2 separate regions of the Sus scrofa genome follow, and region 1 is linked to region 2. Evidence: chromatin contacts called from public HiChIP or PLAC-seq data. All regions are on one chromosome and are shown on one strand. The core of a region is the stretch at or near the end of the contact, and the rest is flanking DNA. Distances in the headings are between cores, read along the strand shown.

Region 1 (2,844 bases), core at 82-2,581, 560 kb after region 2:
TCCCCGGGAACACTGGCAGCCCCCCCCAACCCCCCCGCCAATCGAGCGGAATTAACCTCCTCTCGCAACGGCGCCCCCCCATCCCATCCCCTTTGTGCGAGCGCGCGCGCGCGCACACACATACGCACAGACACACACACACCCCACACACACCATAAAGGTAGCAACAAGCAAAATGGAGGTGCCAGATAAACTGCCTCGTTTACCCTGCCATGATAGATGCTTAAATAAACCAAGTTGCAATTACTCACCGGATGTCTGCCTTGCGGATACATGGCAGGGAGGGGTCGTGATTCTGAGAGCGTAGAAACGCGGAGAGCTCGGGTCGGGGAGGTGCGGGGGAGGGGGGAGCCAAGACCGAGCGGGGGGCGGCCGGGAAACCGAGAGCTCGCCCCCGGCCCCCCCAGCCCGCTCTCGCAGCGAAATCCCAGAGTCAGGCGCCCGCCCCAAGCGGAGACAAAGAGCCGAGAAGCAGGCGGCAAAGTCGTCGGCGGGCACCGAGGCCGGGCGGTGGGCTTGGGCTTTGTGCACCTAGGGTTCGGCTGACTGAAGCCGGCCGCCTTCCCCCCACTGCCTGGAGCGCGTCAGAGCCGGAGACTGCGCGGACATCGTCGTCACCCCGGAGGGTCCGGCGCGGGGTCCCGAGGTCCGGGGCCCCTCCTGGGGCAAGCGCGGGCGCCCTCCGGATCACTCAGCGCGTCGCGCCGGGAGGGGGACGCGCCGGGGCAGTCCGAGCATCCAGGGCGTTCAGGTCCGATCCCAGGGGCAGCTCTCCGCGAGAAGAGGAAGAAGGCAAGCACCGAGGTGGCGGCTTGGGCCGCAGGAGCGCCGGAGGGTGAGGGCGGGAGCCCGGCGCGGGCGCTTCGACGCCCCCCCTTGGAGAGGAGAGCCTGCTGTTCAGTCTGCTTCTGTCGCCGCCGCCGCTGCGAGCCCTTCCCAGGGCCGAGGAGGAAACTCCGCGCTCAGGAGGTGGGAATCAACCGCCCTGGCATCCTAACTCCAGCAGGCACAGGAAACCGCCGCAAAAGGGTCCTCGCTGCTCCCAGCTCGAGGGCCGGGTCCCCAGCGAGGAGCGCTTGGCGCCGCCGCCGCCGCCGCCGCCTCCGAGCGCGCAAGCAGGAGAGCGCTGGAGGGGAGACGCAGCCCGAGACCGGGGACCTCTGCGGCTTCCTTCCTTCCCCTCGGCCCGGCTCTCCTCTCCGCTCCCCGACAATCCCCCCAGACGCGCGCGCGCGCGCGCGCGCACACACACACACACACACACCAAAAAAAAGTGCCCCGGACCTGCGGATACCACACACAGACAAGCGAGGGGGACGAGCACGAGGTCTGAACTGCCGCGAGAGCAGTTCCAAATAGGGACTGAAAAGTAACAAAATAATGTGGCAGCTTCGCCAGCCGCTAACCAATGGGAGCGCGGGGTCCCCACGTGGGGCTGTCGGACTCGGCCTGCGACTGGGCGCCGCCGGGCGCGACGTCACAATGCCCTCTTGTGTCTAAAACTATGCATGAAAAGTAGCAATCAGGCCCTACCCGCTGGTGACTTTCGCAGGGGAGTGAAAAACAGCGCTCCTCAGATCAGGAATTAACCGAAAGACATATAATAAATAGATATATATTATAGTACTGGGCTGCTAAGGATTTCCCCCCCCCCCGCTCTTTTTTCCCACGATCTACTAGCAAATAATTATTTGGCGGGAGGGGAAAGAGAGAAGACAGAAGAATAACAACAAAAGAAAAAAAAGACAAACTGTACAGTCCTCAAAACCTGTGGCTGGTAGTAATGTATCAGTTTATTCTGCAGAGGCGGCGAAGGATTCCTCCCTCTAATCTCATTAGGTCTGCAAAGCAGCCCAATTAGATACTATAAAACAAACAGAATCACTTTGTCACTTTAATGTTTTCACTTCACAAGATTTAGGACCGATAAAATGGTGGCTCCCGAAGTTGCCTGCCACCTTAAAAAAATTTTGCTCGGAACTGAGGGTGTCCCTTTCTTTTCCCCTTCTCCTGCCCTCCTACTCCCCCCACCCCAGGCCCCCAGCTTTTCTTCTTTGTTCATTCGTCCTTTTCAGAAAGCCAAATAAACAGCGTCTTTGATGTGCGGCGGCTGCCCGCGGGGAGAAGCCTAAGGAACTCTCCTTTGGCGGGCAGAGCAGATGGAAAGGCCCGACTGCCCGCGGACACTCGGGTCCTCCCGCGCTATCCCCACTCGGGGCTCCTTCCTGGTGGAGACGGCTACGCCCTCGCCGCAGCTGTTCATTGAGCGTCGGGGCCGGGGAAGCGGAATCGGGAATGCCGTGGCTGCTGGCCCCACCGCGGCCCGGGAGCTCCGAGTTCCGTCCCGGATTTCTCAGCTTGCTCCCGGCAGGGTCTTCGCGTCGGCGGAAGCCTGTGGAGGGGCGCGCGTGCAAGCCCGTAGGTGTCTCGGCCGCCAGCCTTGACGCCCTGGGAGGTGCAGACTCTCATCCGCCCCCGTGCGCTCCTCTTCCCACCCCCGCCGCCGCGCCTCCGGGACTCCCCGCGCGGTTGCACACTCGACTCTGGGTCCAGTTTGCCCGCAAACAGATAGCCTCGATCGCCTGCACTCGGGGTTACATCAGGGCAGACGGGCCGTGGGGACATGGGCCTCAAGCGGCTGGAAGGCTGGAGTGGCCGCGCCCCAGATCCCACGGGCACCGCCGAGTGGACGGGCCCAGGTGGGCCCTAGGTACCCCCCTTCCCAAGTATCTCCGCGGACCTGCACGAACCCCGGGGCCCGCGGTTGGCCCCGGATCTATATTTTCCCCTCATTAGGAGCTGGAGTTCGCTTTTGCATCTTAATGAGGAGCTGAGAACAAGCGG
Region 2 (3,149 bases), core at 520-3,019:
AAATCACTAATCATTGGGGAAATGCAAGTAAAAACCAGAATGAGCTGTCACCTCACACTTGTTAGAACGGCTATCATCAGGAAGAGAAAAGTGTTGGTGAGTCTGTGGATAAATGGGAACTCTTATATACTGTTGGTGGGAATGTAAATTGGTGCAAGAATTATGGAAAACAGTATTGAGATTCCTCCAAAAATTAAAAGTAGAAGTACTATAAGATCCAGAAATTCCATTTCCAAGTATGTATCCACGAAAAACACCAACTTGAAAAGATACCTACACCCCATGTTCACTGCAGCATTATTTACAATATCCAAGATGCGAAAACAACCCAAGTGTCTGTCCACCAATGGATGAGTGGATAAAGAAAATGTGATGGAACACTATTCAGCCATAAAAAGAATAAACTCTTGTCATTTGAGACAACAAATATCAACATACATCTTGAGGGCATTATGCTAAGTGAAATGAGTCATATAAAGACAAATACTATACGTGGAATTAAAAAAACCCAACCCCCCCCAAACAAATCCATTGCTACTGAAACAGATTGGTGGTTGCCAGAAGTGGGGATGCTGAGGTGAGTGAAAATGGTGAAGGGGGTCAAAATTTACAATCTTCCAGTTATAAAATAAATAAGGCATGAGAATGCAATGTATAGCATGAGTACAGTTAATAATACTGTATCATATTTAAAAGTTGATAAGAGAGTAGACCTTAAGAGTCCTATTCGAAGAAAAAATTTTTTTTAATCTAAGTATGGTAATGGATGTTAACAGGACTTGGTGATCACTTTACAATATAAACAATATCAATTAATGTTGTACACCTGAAACTGTCAATTATACCTCAATTTAAAAAATTTTAAAGCATACCTCTCCGTATGAACCCAACACCAGTTTTATTAGCTTCAAAAGACACAAAACGGCAATACAGCACCTAGCCAGAGAGGAGTTAACTCAAGAAATTTTTTAACATCGCAGCTGCAGTTTCAAGGCATTTCCACCCAATCATGGGGTCCCTTAGTCACAAAAAATAAAGTTGAAGTGGAAAGTTCCCCTATATTCCTAATATACCTTTTATGCTTTGGAAGAAAAAACAAAGAAAATTTACTCATAATCCCCAAACCCATTCCTCTCTGCACGCACAAGTAGAAAGCACTGAAGTTAGGTTCCCAGATTCCAAATTCAGGTTCGCAGTAACTGCGGAATCTTAGGTGTTACCAGCCTACACCTTAGTTTTGCCAGTTGCAAAATGGAGATAATAGTACTTACCTTTTATGCTGTGTGAGGATTAAATGAATTCTGGTAGAGTGTGGTTCGGTGCTTGGAACATAGTAGGCGCTCAAATGCTACGGCAACGTTGCAGGTTTCTCATTTTCGAGTACATTCCCTTAGTATCTTATCCGAGACTGCGCTAAGCCCCAGAACCTCCAGGCTAAAACCTAGCTCCCGCCTTCAGCTGGACACTGCCGGCTGGTGGGGACGCTGGCGACGGCATTAAATGACTGCTTAAGTAGCAGAAAGGATTAATGCCTATTAACCTAGCTTTCTCCTAAAAGTATTTCTACTGTCCCCAAATCCTGAGTTTTTACCGAAACCCAGCGAGTTAGCATCTTCAGCTGCCTAGCAACTTTCTGAACTTGCAAATGAGCGACTTATGTTTTTGCGCAGGCGTTTTGGGTGAATTGTAGCGGGAGGTCCTAGCACCGCCTCTTCCGGCAGGCGCGGGCGCCGATTGGTCCTCGTGACCAGTATAAGAGGCTGCGCGCAGGCGCGAGGAATCCCTTTCCTCAGCTGCCGCTAAGGTGCTCGGTTCTTCCGAGGAAGCTAAGGCCGCGTTGGGGTGAGGCCCTCACTTCATCCGGCGACTAGCACCGCGCCTGGCAGCCCCCACCTAGCATTGGTCCGCACCATGGCTTCCGTCTCGGAGCTCGCCTGCATCTACTCTGCCCTCATTCTGCACGACGATGAGGTTACGGTCACGGTAAGTGTTGGCCTGGGCTGGCGGCGAGGCGGCCTACGGGTGGCCGGCTCCCCACCCTCGAGGGCGTCGCGGGCAGGCCCTTAGGGCTGGAGCCGCGGCTATCCACACCACGGCACAGGGCCGGAGGGATCGGGCGCACGTGCCGGGCGGCCTGGGTCTCGGCCATGTGCAGGCCCGGGAGGGAGTGGATTTCACTTTCGGCGTCGCGCTCTGGCTTTGAGAACCTTTATTTGGAGAAACTTGTGCAGCGCGTCGGCAGGCTCATCTGTAGCTTGTTATATCCCAGGACTTTTTATACCTCTTCTTGGTGTGATTGCTTTGCCTGTGGTTCTGTTAGTAGGCCTTGTGGGGCTTGGCCGCGTGGTGTGGAGGGGAGCACTCGAGCCCTGCTCCACTTCTGGCCTTGCCTCGCGACTTAAAATAGCTGCGTGACTTGAGCAAGACCCAGCCTGGGAAATGGCAGGGATGGACTCGCCGCCTAGTAAAGTATCTGGCATACAGGAACAGAGGCTTTTTTCTTTCTTTTTTTTTTTTCTTAGTGACATTCTTCACAAGAGTGTAAAAAACGGTCGCCTTAAGCCTAGGTGCAGTGCCAGTAGGATATTTGAACTGGTTAAACTGGTTTTGTACCCAGGTTTTGAGTCATTTGCTTTCAATTTGCAGTATTTTGGAGACATGTATGGAAGCTATACATTACTCTGATGGATTGTTATTTTATTTGTTTTAGGAGGATAAGATCAATGCTCTCATTAAAGCAGCAGGTGTAAATGTTGAGCCATTCTGGCCAGGCTTGTTTGCAAAGGTAAGGTGATGGCGGCAGAATGATTTGGAGAAACTAATTTTGGAAGACTTACTGATTTATTAAGTCAGGTATTAATTTAATCTCCAGGAGTGCCAGGAGGCCCCATGTTCCCCTGGACTTGTCCAAGTATAGGCAGTATTTCCTCACATTTCTATCTCTAAGAGCTAATTAAGTTTTTGGTGTCATGTCTTATTTTCTGGTCTCAGACTTCACTTTCTTCTGTTATAAAACCACGATAGAATATGTACTAAGCAGATAATCCCTTCATAAAAGGATCACCCAGGAGATAATAATATTTGTGCTATTCCAAGTAAACTGCCACCATAGAAATTGGTGCGGTGGTCTTTTACTGAATACTTAAAGA

The links. HiChIP or PLAC-seq counts read pairs in DNA pulled down with a chosen protein or histone mark.
Region 1: a contact with region 2 is called in an H3K27ac HiChIP or PLAC-seq map of alveolar macrophages. The contact joins the promoter of TLE3 here to the promoter of RPLP1 in region 2. A contact is called at or near these places in 5 of 5 promoter capture datasets (fetal liver, fetal skeletal muscle, liver and 1 more), 5 of 47 Hi-C or Micro-C datasets (embryonic fibroblasts, heart right ventricle, liver and 2 more) and 2 of 2 datasets of contacts at active chromatin or transcription factors (alveolar macrophages and skeletal muscle).

The regions. Positions count from the first base shown.
Region 1 is chr1:167,854,582-167,857,425 of Sscrofa11.1, forward strand. It overlaps TLE3 (transducin-like enhancer protein 3), which reads right to left and starts at 1,332. Exons shown (of 20, transcript XM_021100790.1): 1 at 252-1,332. The coding sequence starts at 275.
Region 2 is chr1:167,294,315-167,297,463 of Sscrofa11.1, forward strand. It overlaps RPLP1 (60S acidic ribosomal protein P1), which reads left to right and starts at 1,770. Exons shown (of 4, transcript XM_021100696.1): 1 at 1,770-1,983; 2 at 2,711-2,785. The coding sequence starts at 1,912. LOC106509080 (a long non-coding RNA gene) reads right to left here and starts at 1,681. Exons shown (of 3, transcript XR_001306322.2): 1 at 1,272-1,681.